Linked DNA regions of Mus musculus: region 1 is linked to region 2. A link is a contact called in public promoter capture Hi-C data. All regions are on one chromosome and are shown on one strand. Each heading gives the region's core, a stretch centred on a gene start, on an enhancer-like site or on the middle of the called end of the contact. The rest is flanking DNA. Distances are from core to core; before and after follow the strand shown.

Region 1 (6,628 bases), core at 2,664-5,163, 140 kb after region 2:
AATGTGGATTTGGGAACTTAGGATTTGGAAAGTCATGAAATGTTTTAAGTGGGGCTTAATGAGCCATACTAGTAGGAATATGGAAGACTTTGTTGCTGTGAATGATTTGAACTGTGCAGTCCTAGCCCAAGAGAGAGAGTGTTCAGTGGAGAAGTTAAGTATGTGGCCTAAAGACTGTTTTTGAAGTGTTTTGGCTGCTTTTTGCCCTTGTCTGAAGAGTCTGCCTGAGGCTAAGTTAAAGAGACTCAGATTAATTGCATTGACAAAGGACAGCCATCATAGACTTTGTTCTCTGGTTAAGTCTCAAGAAGAGTGCTCTGAATATAAGCATAGCAAGCTGAGAAAGGAAAAATATAAAATACATATTTTGAGTATTAAAGGAGCACCAGGAAGTGAAATGGAGCTGAATCCTGTGTTCAGGAATATTAAATTGAATTAAGGGAGTGGTGACCTTGGGGTAAGATCCCACCCAGCTAAATTTAGATCCAGACATGGTGGTACACAACTTTAATACCAGGAAATAAAGCCAAGCAGATCTGTGAGTTCAAGGCCAGAGCAAGTTCTAGGCGAAGAAAATTTTAAATCCAGGCATGGTGGTAAACACCTTTAATCCCAGGAGATAGGTATCCAGATCTCTGAGTTCAAGGTCAATCTACAGAGCAAGATCCAGGACAGCCGATCTTAGGCAGTGAAGGAGTTAGAAAAGAGGAAGCTGGTAATGCAATAGAACAAGGGGGCCATGGTTCCAGCTCCTGCATGCAGCAGAACTCAGCAGCTTCTGCCATGAGTCTCTGGCTTTGTAGTCAAGAGGAGAAAGAGACTACTGGGACAGTTGATGCTGGTTAGCTGGAGCTAAGCAATTAGTAGTGATTAAGAAGAGACCAGCAGGCTGGAGAGATGGCTCAGCTGTTAAAGGCTAGGCTCACAACCAAAAATATAAGAGTTCAGTTCCCAGCACCCACGGCTGTCTCTCCAGCCACCTTTTTTGCCTTATACCACACACACACACACACACACACACACACACACACACACACACACACACACACCACGCTCCGAGTGAGCACGCAAAATTAAAAAGTAATAGTTAAAAAAAGAAAGAAAAGAAAAACTAAAGAAAAAGAAAGAAGAGGAGGAGGAGGAGACCAGCATCACTGAGGTGAAATCTTCTGGAAAGTGTTATCTGAGAGCAAATAGAAGCTGTGTTCATGCTGCAGCTGTACTTGGTAATGTGTTAAAGAGTCACTCAGGTGGTACTGGTTTTGAAGATATGAAGGGGTCATGGAGAGCAGCTGAGGCTTGGCACTGTGAGAGGCCATGGAAGGCCATTGGTGAAGGTGCAGCCCTAGTTGCAGGTGATAGCACAGGACTGAAGGAGAAGAAATTGAGGCTTGGCACCATGAAAAGAGCCTATGAGAGGCTATTGGTGATGCCTAGTTGCAGTGGAAGACCCCAGTGTATTGGAGATGCCAGTACCATGGGATGATCACCAAGAACAGCAGCGGCAGTAGAATGGGTCAACCTGAGCTTAGAGTGCTACAGAGGGCAGAGTTGGAGAAGATGCCAGCCCTTTGTGCGGAGCCCAGAAGATCATGTGTGGATCCCAGACAGTGAAACAAGAAGTTGTAACAAGACCCCAAGATGTTCGAGATGCCAGGGTCGTGGGCTATCTGCTGAGGAAAACTGCTAACAGGGAGTAGAACCAGCCCAGGAGAAAGAAGTTTGTTGCAGTCAACAAAAATGAAAAAGGAGTTAGAGATCTGAAAACTGCTTTGACATCAGACATTGAGATGCAGAGTTTGGAGTTTGCCCAGTTAGTGTCTTGATTCAGGGATTATAGTCAAGTGATTGTATGAATCTCAGAAGAGACTTTGAACTTTGGACTTTTATCATTATTGACACTGCTATAGACTATAGGGACTTTGGAAGTTGGACTAAATGTACTTTTTTATTAAGCTATGTGTCTATATGCCCCCCATAGACTCATGTGTTTAAACAAGCCTATGGGGACCAGGGAGTGAAATGTGATGGTTTGTATATGCCTGGTCCAAGGAGTGACATTATTAGGAGGTATGGCCTTGTTGGAGTAGGTGTGTTACTGTGGATATGAGCTTTAAGACCCTCATCCTAGCTGCCTGGAAGTCAATATTCTGCTAACAGCCTTCAGATGAAGATGTAGAACTCTCAGCTTCTTCTCCTGCGCCATGCCTGCCTGGATGTTGCTCCTGCCTTGGTAATAATGGACTGAACCACTGAACCTGTAAGCCAGCCCCAATTAAATGTTGTCCTTATAAGAGTTGCCTTGGTCCTGGTGTCTGTTCACAGCAGTAAAACCCTAAGACAGATTACCATCCATCCAGAAATTATGATCCCCTAATGTTGGAGTCTCCAAAGTCCCTCATGTCCCCCAAAGCTCAGCAGTGGTCACAAAGCCTTTCACATGGGCATTCAGAGGACAGTTCTGATCTAAACAACAGCAAACAAAAGCCTTGGTTTCTGCGACTCCTGTCCCTCTCTACCATTCACACTGCTCACAGGTCCCCACCCGACTGCTCTGGATAGGGCTCCAGAGCTTGGGCCAGCCACATGAGGGCCTAGCATAGGATCCATCTTGGACTCTAAGTAACAAAGTCTCCATGGGACCCCTGCCTGAGTCCAGTCTCTCACTCTCCCTACCAGACACCACATCTCACTTCTGCCGCAGATGCCCCAGAGCTAGTGTGGTATGTCACTGTAGGGCAGAGTAGAACACGCCTAACCACCTTCCAGGCAGAGGTCTTGGTTTAAATCTTCCCCACCAGCCATTCCCGAGAACTCCTGTCCTCAGAGACCATGACTCCAGACTGCACGCAGATCTCAGATCCAAACCCACTACCCAGTGGCTGAAACAGGCTAGAGTCATCTGGGAACAGGCAACCTGGATAGAGAAAAAGCCTCCAGCAGATGGGCTGTAAGCAAGCCTAAGGAGCATTCTCTTGATTAATGATTGATGTGGGAGGGGCAGCTACAACAATCCCCTCATTCCTGCAAAAGCAGGCGACTGTCCCACATGGGACAACTCTATGTATTACTAGAAACAGTGCAAGCCCCCTCTTTCTCAACCACGCAGCACACCCCTCAGTTCATGGGGAAACCACTCCCGTGGCTGTCGTAGCTAGGTGAGCACACCTGGGATGCTGGTATGTGATGTGTGTGCGTGCAAGCTGTGTGTGGGCAAGAGGTGGGTGTGTGCACACCTGGGAGCATGTAGTGGGTGTGCCCGTGCATATGGATGGATGGATGGGTGTGAATGTGTCTCTGTTATGACTGATAAAAATGTCTTAATGAAAAAATTTTAGAAGATTCCAGGGAAATAAGTCTGGACTGTCAAGGGGAGGAAGGCGAGATGTAAACATGTTTTTCCTGTTTCTTAAATGCAATCGGCTTTCATTTTGCTCTTTGTGTACAGTAAACACAAGCTTAGCAGGGGGCGGGGAGGGGGGCAGACTTCCTGCTGCCCCAACAGACTCTGCCCCCTGCATGCAAAGAGGAGGCTACCTCTGTTCCACAGGATGATGCCAACAACAGACATCCCAGCAGCTTGCCGAGCTGATTCCTTGGGTCTCTTAACAGTCTCTTAGTGAGGCCCCAGAGAGTCACTATCCACTTTGTCAGCTTACAGGGTCCACCAAAGACTTTGCCTCTGAAGTCTCCAGGCCTCTCAGTTACATCATGGAAAAAAAAAAAAAAAAAAAAAAAAAAACAGTGATCCATCCCCAGGTCAATTCCATTCCCGCACAAGCAGAGGGGTCAGCCATCAGTGGCAGCCCTGCTCCAGCAAAATGCACCCTGGGAAGGCTCAGATGGGAGGCACGTTACCCTCAATCTGCTCCCCTCTTACCTAGTTTCACTCTGAACATTAGGACCAGAAGCCACTGGGGCAGATAGCACAGGGCAGAACTCTGCTAAACATGACTTCCCAGGTGGCCCTGGGCAAGTCCCTGACCTTTCAAGAGCCTTAGTTACCCCAACCAAATAGCTCTGCAGTTTCCTGAGTTGGGGGGTGGGGAGGGGAAGGGAGTCAGAAAGACTTCCTCAGAAGTTAGAGGGGCCTTTCTCCAGCTCTCTAACCCAGGCTCTCAGTGACCTTCCAGGTCCCCTCACACCATCCACCCTTCCCCAGGGCCCTGCACTGTCCTCAGCTCTCTAGACCCCTAGGCCTCCTCTCAGATCACTGGAAAAACTCTTCTGTCTGTAGAAAGAGGACAAGGACACAGCTCCCCACTGCTCCCCACACCCCCCATCAGCTTGAGGAATTCCCCTGAACTTTCAGGAACTTAGACTCAGGCCACACTGGGTTCATGGCTTCTTCTTTTGTTTCTGGTTTTCCCCCCACAAGCAGGTATGGCTTCTTAGCTCTTAGACTATAGCTCTTCTCAGGGCTGGGGGTGGAAGGAGGTGTGTCCAGTGAGGCCAGTCTCTGGGGTTCCCTTTCTCAAAGGCCCATGAAAAAAATCAGTGAAAAGCTGAACTTTCTAGAAATTCCAATCCCACTGGCTCCAGGCCCCTCAGTGCCCAATCTCTGCCCCCTCCTCCAGGCAGGGAGAGGGGACGGGGCTCCACGGATGCCAGGGCAACAGGTGGGGCGGCCAAGGTCAGGAGTGCTCACAGCTGCAGACTCACCCTCAGGCCCCACCCCAAAAGAGCCCAGCATGTGAGAGGCTACCCAGGCATAGAGGACAGGCCAGGAAAGCTACACCAGATCTGGCATTTCACAGCTGGGTCAGGAGAACGGCAGGGTATACTGACTGGAGCCTCCTTCATGCCTTTGGCACCCTGGGTCCCACGGCCAACCAGAGTTCCTGTTGAGGCATCTAGGAACACTGGTTTCTTGTCCTCTTATCCTTGCTAGCATGTTCTGGGCTGGGATAGCCACTGCCATCTTACCAAAGGGGGACACAGTGGCCCAGGGGTGGTGCCTGTGCTGAGGAAGGGTCACAGGTCCTGTCTCATATGAACAGGACAGGAAGAAGCCTGGTGTAAGACCAGTTTTTTGGTTTTGGGTTTTCTTTTTGTTTGTTTTTGTTTTCATTTTTCTCCCAATATAGAAATAACCTCTCCTAGACAAAGGGAAGGCAGGGTTGCTAATGACCTTGGCCTCCCTGCCCAGCTGCTCTAGTGCCTTGTCCAAGCTGGTGCTCTGAGTGACACAGGAGCCATCAGATGTTGGGTTCCGCACCTCCTCACTGGTGCCTCAAATCCCTAGCTCACCATGGAGATGGGTATAGTTGCCCTGGCCTGAGCCCAACATGCGTCCTCCAGTCTCCCCACAAATGGACACTCAAGATTGTTGCCACAGTTTCACCTCTAGTCAGGTGCACAATGATAATAGATGTTCTCAATAAAGATGTGCATCACGAAGTGGGAAGGGCTTCCTTCCATCACGGGAATTCCCATGCTGGGCCAAAGGCCCCAAATTCCAGGTTCCTAGCAAACTCACCCTGTAGGCAGAGCAAGAAACAGAAAGCTGGGGCTGGAGAGATGGCTCAGTAGTTAAGAGCACTGACTGCTCTTCCAAAGGTCAAGGTCATGAGTTCAATTCCGAGCAACCGTATGGTGGCTCACAACCATCTATAACCATCCAATGCCCTCTTCTGGTGTGTCTGAAGACAGTGACAGTGTGCTGAGTACTCACATACAATAAATAAATAAATAAATAAATCTTTAAAAGAAAGAAAGAAAGAAAGGAAGGAAGGAAGAAAGGAAGGAAGAAAATAAACAGAAAGCCAAGCCACCTCACCTTAAACACATGTATGGCTTAGGACCTCGTACGATGTCCTCATCAAGATGGCCTTCCCGACCACATTCCATGATTATCCAAGAGCACCTGGCTGAGCCTGCAGGACTCAGCTCCTCCCCACTTTCCCTGCTCCACTCATCCTTCACTCACTTGGCCACCAAATCAGCAACCTGCATCACTCTGAGGCGTGCATGAAGAGAGTCTCTTGCTCTGCTTTCAGAGAGAATGGCAACCTGGGCTCTCTGCCCCATCCCAGGTGTTATTTTGAGGGGGCAGGGGATAGGGCGCCCAAGGGAAGTGAGAGAGCAGTGGAGTGACTCAGAGGTGCTGAGAAATGGAGCAGCCCCCACATCCCCAGGGCAACCAGGGTAGCTAGAGAACAGGAAACCCGACAGCAGCGGATCATCGTCTGAGAGGACAGAGGACCATGAGGACAGGGGTGGTCCATCAATGCTATCAGGAAGGGACACTCAAACTCCCATCATACCAGGCAGTTACTTGGAGGCATAGGTCCAGACCAGCATCTCAGCAAGCCCACCCAGTCTCCGTCTACATTCCTGCTGCACTGCCACCTCAGCCCAGATTCTGCCCTCTCCATCCCCAAGGAGCCTGGGCTTCTCCTCTCTCACAGCCCCTTCCTACCTCACGTTCCTGAGCAGCTCTGACAAGACATCGTGTCCAGATGAAAGAAAGGGGCCACTATGTCAAGGAGACAGACAGACAGACTTTCAAAACTACGTTCGCATCTTAACTCCTGGAACCTCACAGGAACCTTTAAATAGGGAAGGCTCTTTGCAGATGCACTAGAAACTACCCAGGCATGACCCAGTGCGTGTCAGCTCAGAAGTA
Region 2 (6,725 bases), core at 588-3,087:
CTTCCCTGGTACCTAGACTACGGCTTTGTGCCCACAGCTAGGAAGGTCTCTGGAGGAACACTAGCCTCCAGCTGAGGGCCTGTCACACCTGCATTTGGGCATATGACACATCTATGCATGCACTTAATGGGGGTTTGAGCTATCACCACCAATGCTGGGCCACTATCACAAGCAATAAGCATGCCATTGGTGAACAGAGCAGGCACCCATGCCTTGACCATCCCCACCCCAGGTCCCCAAACTAGATTGCAACCCAGTGGACTTGTTCAGCCCAGAACCCAGGAGTCCTGGGGACAGGTGACAATGGCAGTGAGGGGACACATGGCCTCACACAGAAGGGCTTTGGCTCTGGCAGCAGAAAGCACGTCAGACCAGGGATGACTAAAACCCTCTCCTCCACACCCATTCCTGTTCCCATGGCAGCTCTCCTGGCTGCAGAGTAGTCACCAGCTCTGCCCCCAACCCCATCTCCCAAACCAGAGGCAAAGCTCTCAGTGGCCGGGAAGGATGACAAGCTGATGAGGCAGGGACGTGTCCACCAGTGTGACCAGGGATGAGCCCTACCAAATGCGTCCTCATGTGCAGCAGCCTTGGCCAGATCCCCAGCCGTCCCCCTCCCCCCCAGCACCAGGCTGCACAGTCAGGGGGACCCATCAGGCTGGGCCCTGAGCAGTAGAGGTACCTGACCAGAAGGGAGCAGAAGGGGCCTGGGGGGCAAAGCTGAGGCCCTGAGGACTGAGAAAAGAAAAGTTGTAGGAAGCGCAGGAAGCTGCAAAGAGGCAAGAGAGAGCATAAGACAGGGTAGAGCCAAGGAGCCACAGGCGATGCCAGGCTCTACCTCAGGAGGATGCTGGGGAGGGCAGGGGCCTACCACAGGCACAGCTAGGCCACTGCTTGCTCTACACCTATGTCTTGAAAGGACACTGAGGCCAACTGTCATGGAGGTTGGCAAGCCTCTGCTGGTCTGCTCTGTCTGGGGTGGGGAAAGGAAGATCCCATAGTTCTGCAGGTCCCTGCAGACTGGAGATATGGGAAGCTCAGGGGAAAGAGCCCTGGGCTAGAAGCCAAAAGCTCTGGGCCTCTCTCTGCCCCGAGGTCCAGGCTGCACACTTGTCATCAGCTTTGAAATCCCCACTGTAGGCAGAGAGCTGCCTTGAATAGCCAAGGCCCCAGGGCACCCACGGAGGGCTCTGTTCTCAGATCCTGCCTTACTGCTTCTCCTTACTGTCAACTCCTAGCACAGGTGCCAAGAGTCAGGGTAGAAGTGTAGACCCCGTCTGCTACGTGAAATGAGAAGGGGTGTGAGTCAGGGCCACTGATAGATGTGGAGGGCCTGGCCCACATTCAGGGATCGGGCAACAACCCAGGGGGACAGGGAGATCTTGGCCCTTCACGTGGCCTGAGTAGATAACCCTGGACACAGGCATTACCTGGAGACCGGCTTGAGGCCCTGCTGGTGGTTCGCTCCCGAGACTTGTAGGGGAACTTGAGTGTAGTGTCCAACTGCTTGAAGCTTTCCTTGAGTGAGTGACACTGGTAGTACTCCACCAGCTCCTGCAGGGGTTGCACACTCACCAACCGCTGGAGACTCAGGAGCCCTCCCACCTCCTGGGTTCAAGGGATGGGCTCTTCTGAGACCCCCTCAATCTCACTCCAGCCAAGCCCAGCTAGGATGGCCAGTGCCTCAAAAACCTCTCCCTCAGGCGCAGGGCTCCCAAATATTGCTGAAAGAATGCTCTGGAAAGAATGCCAAAGAAAACAAACTGCTGACGACTGTGCCATCCATGCTGGAGGGAGGCACACCTGCAGGGCAGAATGCCACGAGGCTAGAGCCACTCAGAGGACTGGACAGCTACGAATGACGGCCACACAAAGAGGTGTGCTGTGGCTTTGTAGGAGCTCTGTGAACCACGGCCTGGCTGCCCCAAGAGGCACCTACAGTCTCACCAGATGGTGTGTGTTTGTTAGCTCTGGGCTGTGAAGAGGATTTCAGGCACTTTCTGTTTGCCTGTGTTTTCCTGTAGGTCACAGGGGGTAAAGGAAATCTCCAATGTCCTGCCAGGGGAGCCATGTTTGTGACTTAAGAAGAAAAAAAAAATACGGGGCCAGGTATGGTGGTACACGCCTTTAATTCCAGCCAAGTAGGAAGGCAGAGAGAACTCCACAGTGAGTTCCAGACCTGCCAGAGCTACATCATGTCTGTCTCCAAAAACAAAGAAAAAGGGTTGGGGTTGAGGTTGGGCTCGGAGGTAGGGCAATTGTCTAGTATGTGCAAGGCCCTGGGCTCTGTGCTAGTACCAAAAGGGAGTGGTGGAGGTCAAAATCAACTATTTTAGTGTCACTTTAAGGAATAGAATGCCTTTAACTGCATTCTGGTGGGGCTGACCACAAGGACGGGAGGAGAGGATCAGCCTGAGGCAACTGGTAATCTCATGTCCAAGGTGACATTTGAGCTAGGGAAAGTTTTGGAGTGACCCAACTCCGGTATAACATGACTCCAACTGTTCCCAGGAATCCTGTCAAGTGTCTCTAGATTTCTCTGGGAAGAATCACCCCTCCCTAGGCAGAGAGAACGGATCATCGGGGGCAGAGTGGACAGTGGAGAGCCCTTGGGCCTCTGGCCAGGGTCTGGAGCAGTGACAGTTACAGGTACACGTACCAGGAGGCTCTCAAACTTCTTAGCTTCCGTGATGTGGATCCAGCTATCTTTCTCCACCACCTTGATATGTTTCACCTCATCATTGAACCTGGATAGACAGACAGACAGACAGACAGACAGCCCCAGGCTTATTCCAGATCTGCTTCAGCAAAGATCCTGACCTACACCTCTACACTGACTGTGCAGCTGCCTCTCCAGCCCTTGGCCCACTCCATTTGAGCAGATCTTCCATATCTCTCCCTGCCTACTTTAAGTCCATACCCTAGAGTCCCCACTACCAACTCTGACCTCAGTCCCTAACCCCCTATAGGAGGCTCCAAAGCACGGAGCACAAGTTCATCAGGTCCCAGGGGCAGCGGCCCTGCCCTCATCATCTTTAGTTCAAGTGTATCTAACCTAGAGAGCCTTGGGAGGCTCCCAGCAAATGACAGCCCAGCCCATGTGAGGCAACACCAAGGTTCAAGATGTCACACAGACAGCAATCTCAAGCCAGTGTCCTGATGTCCATGGGTGTAGGAACTCAGTCAGTGAAGCAAGAGAACCTATCTCCCTAAATATGTCTACACATGACCCAAACATGTAACATGGACTGAACAGTGCTGAGGGATGGAGACATCCTAGGAATGCAAGGTTGGTTCAATACCCTAAGACTGGCTAAGGAGACACTGAATGAATGAGTGACCAAGCATTGCTCCACAGGACCACGGTAGGGACCTACCTGTGTTCACGTGGCTTTAACATGTGCTGTGAGCCAGACCAATAGGATCCCCACTGTGGTGTCCCAAAGACTAGGCAGACACAAGGCACTGTGGACACTCCTAGGATGTGGGAGTGCTGGCTGCCATGTCATTGTGTGGGGCTGGACACAGGCTATGAATTTCTTTAGGCCCTGAACATCATAGGACCTTTTGGGAAAGTGATGGCTCCTGGCAGTGTGACCTTCCTGAAGCGAGGAGACCTGGGGGCCTCTTGCTCGGCTCTAGCCCCTAGTGCCCACCCGCCCAAAAGGCCATGAGGATTCCTGCATCCACTGGCATCTGTTCCCAGCCTCTGTCACTGTAGCGAGAGGCTGTCTTACTATGGCTACCAAGAGGCTAGCTAGATCACGGAGCTTGCTTCACCCAGGAGCCCTGCTCAGGACTTGCATAACCCCACTGAATCACAGCAAATCATACACCTAGTAACAGGTCTAAGACTTGTGCCCATGGCTATCCTGGGCTGAGGAAAACAAACTTCAGGGTCTTGTTTGTTTTTTATCTGAGGAAAGATGCCCAGATCAAGGACCTGTAGCCCAAGCTACAAGGCTACCATGGGCACTGATGAAAGTCTCCAAGGGTCCCTAGATGCCACAAAGCAGCGTGATGCGTACATCCTGCATAAGACTCACTGGATTGGCTGCCAGTAGACCTCTGATGGCACTTCTCAGTGTCCTGCCAGCCCACCTTTCTCTGAAAATGCTAACCCAGCCCTTAGCTGGGTGACGTGGCCATGGAGCCCTGAACACGTGAGGAGATCTGATGGTAGCCCGTGTCCTCTGCTTCCATCTTGTCTGGGATTTTCTAGCCTGGGCATCAGAGAGAAGACCCACTCCACCTCCTCAGTAGCAGGCTAAAGAGGGACACTTATGGGCCCAGAGCTGCGGCTCACTTGATGCTGATGGCGAAGCGTTCTGCCTCTGCTGGACGCTCTCTGATGAGGTAGGTCCCACTGGCATGAGACTTGAGCAGATTGTCCGTCTGCTGCCGTTCCATGTTGCCAGCAAACCTGGGGTCAGAAAACCAGAGCTGAGACGTGATGCTGCCGGAGCAGTGCCTGGGGTGTGTGTGTGTGCAGGTGGAGTGGTCCTGGGGTGTGTGTGTGTGTGTGTGTGTGTGTGAGACACCTGCCTCGGGCTCTGCTCCTTGTCTGACCCTCTGAGGTGAGCAGACACATGACTGATGGTGGGGGGTGGGGGGTATGTGGCCATGTCCTGATACACAGGGCACAATGTGGGGACCAGAACCTCAAGTCAAGCATACAAAGGTATCTGGTAAAGACGTCACAGGGGAGAGATAAGAGCGCGCCATAGCCAGGTGGAGAGACTATTCAGATCACAAATCACAAACTTCTACCAGACCCCATCTTCTAGATTCTCTGCACTACTCGAGAAGACGTAACAAGGGGGCATTTTGGGAGAGACACTCTGGAGGAGGCCAGCACCTGTGTTGAATGAGAACTGAGCAAAAAGGGCCTTTCCCACCACATACACACATATGTACGTACATAAGCAAATAAGTAAATAAATGGGCAATGAGGTGGGGGCTGGTCCCCTCAGCAAAGCAACCCCCACATTCCTGGCATGACACCATGAGCTTAGTCTTCAGTGCGCACAGTTAGGGTAGATCTAGGGCTAATATATTAAATCTCCTGCTGGCTGGGGTGGGGGTGGTCACTTTAGTGGTAGCCACTGGTAAGTTGCCCATACTCTAGTTAAACAAACAAACAAACAAACACAACTGCCCCCCAGCCCCCCACCTCCAATGATCTACAGGCAAACCCAACTAAACTCAGTGGTCACACACAAAAAAGATATAAAACTAAGAAGGAAACCAGCTGGCGAGAAGTTGGGGAGATGGAGTCACATGGACAGTCACAGGGGTACAGTGACTAAAATTCACTATATACAGGTCTGGAGTTACCAAAGGAAAAAATAATAATCAATCTCTGTCTCTGTCTCTGTCTCTGTGTCTCTGTCTCTGTCTCTGTCTCTGTCTCTGTCTCTCTCTCTCTCTCTGTCTCTCTGTCTCTCTCTCTGCTTCCTGACTGGTGTGCACTGTAAAGAGCTACCTCATACAACCCGAGATGCACTGTACCCAGAACTGTGAACCAGGAGAAATCCTTCCGTCTTTACACTGCTTGGTCAGGTGTTTGCCACAGAGAAATGACAAGAAACAAACACTCCATCAAGTGAGAACCACTTAATTTCTGTCAGCAACCATGCACTACCTGCAGGTCAGAGACAGTCAGGATAGGCATGTATGCAGCAGGCCCAGTAAAGCCTAGAGAGATGCAAGGGACAGACACTGAGGTACTAGGACGGGGCAAGGACTTGGGAACCTGCAAACGCCACTTGTGAGGCTGGGGATACTGGCCTGAACTGGGAAATGAGCCCACCTGGTTTAGAGGTATGTATGCTGCCCATGTGGGGCTAAGTGGCTTTGAGGACAAGTTTTTGTAGGCACTGGGCCCATGTGGGACAGACTCATGATCTGTGACTATACCCAAAACACCACCTTCATCTTTCCATGTAACACACTGCCTCTTCTCACCAAAGGCATGACTATAACCCAGACCCTAAACACATCACATTCTACAGCTTCCATGAAGCTCAATGAAGTCTGCATAGAAAAGGGCTCATTACCACACATATTAGAGCCTGCTGATCTGTTTTAGAGACAGAGAAATAGCCTAGGTGGGGCTCAATTCCGCCCCGTCCCAGGCCCACTCATAGGCTTAGAGGGCCATACCCTATGACATAGGGGCCACCGAATGCCCAATACTGCAGCCCACAATCCACTTACCACGGGTAGGCAGTGTAATCGATCTCCCGGGATGGTGGGCGGCCAGTAGGCGGCTGGGAAGAGAACACAGGTTATATTAATGTCCCCAGGGGGCATGAGAGAGAGAGGAGCTCTGAGAGGCCCAATCCTGGGACCAGCCATCTATATGGGCCAGAACGTCATGTGGACTTAGCCCAGCACCCCTGAACTGTAACATCCCTGGAGGCACTACCAGGACTTCCTCTGAGCTGATGTGCAGGAGGGTTGACAGAGTGAATGCCTGGTTTTCATTGAAGGTATGAATGAATGAGGAGCCACCAACAGGAACAAACAGTCCCTGAGAGGGAAAGGCTGGAGGCCACAGGAAATACCCAATAGTGGGCATGAGGTAGCCACACTCAGGAAGCACAACGCAGCCGCCCCTGCCCTGCCCTGCCCCACCCCATTCTCCTCTGCTATGGGTTCCTCAGGTCTGTCCAGAGAGCTCTGAGCATTTAAAATGTTCCTTCAAGCAGTATATGAGCAGT

The links. Promoter capture Hi-C pulls out the DNA fragments that hold promoters and counts their contacts.
Region 1: a promoter capture Hi-C map of liver shows a contact between it and region 2. The contact joins two enhancer-like sites. A contact is called at or near these places in 2 of 39 promoter capture datasets (the C10 cell line and liver), 2 of 484 Hi-C or Micro-C datasets (bone marrow-derived macrophages and embryonic fibroblasts), 9 of 115 datasets of contacts at active chromatin or transcription factors (double positive thymocytes, embryonic basal ganglia, embryonic midbrain and 5 more) and 2 of 9 other capture datasets (adipose tissue and liver).

Annotation. Positions count from the first base shown.
Region 1 is chr2:27,401,013-27,407,640 of GRCm38.p6, forward strand. The region is part of intron 1 of Vav2 (vav 2 oncogene); the gene reads right to left. Among named protein-coding and RNA genes, the nearest start is that of Vav2, 23 kb to the right of the region's middle. Within about 2 kb of position 3,914, at least 90 of the 459 cell types and tissues checked have an H3K27ac peak or open chromatin away from gene starts, as enhancers often do. A contact at or near this core is called in liver, where this site is marked.
Region 2 is chr2:27,267,469-27,274,193 of GRCm38.p6, forward strand. It overlaps Vav2 (vav 2 oncogene), which reads right to left. Exons shown (of 28, transcript NM_009500.2): 22 at 6,220-6,272; 23 at 4,307-4,423; 24 at 2,660-2,747; 25 at 1,431-1,554; 26 at 683-769. Among named protein-coding and RNA genes, the nearest start is that of Sardh, 24 kb to the left of the region's middle. Within about 2 kb of position 1,838, at least 9 of the 459 cell types and tissues checked have an H3K27ac peak or open chromatin away from gene starts, as enhancers often do. A contact at or near this core is called in liver, where this site is marked.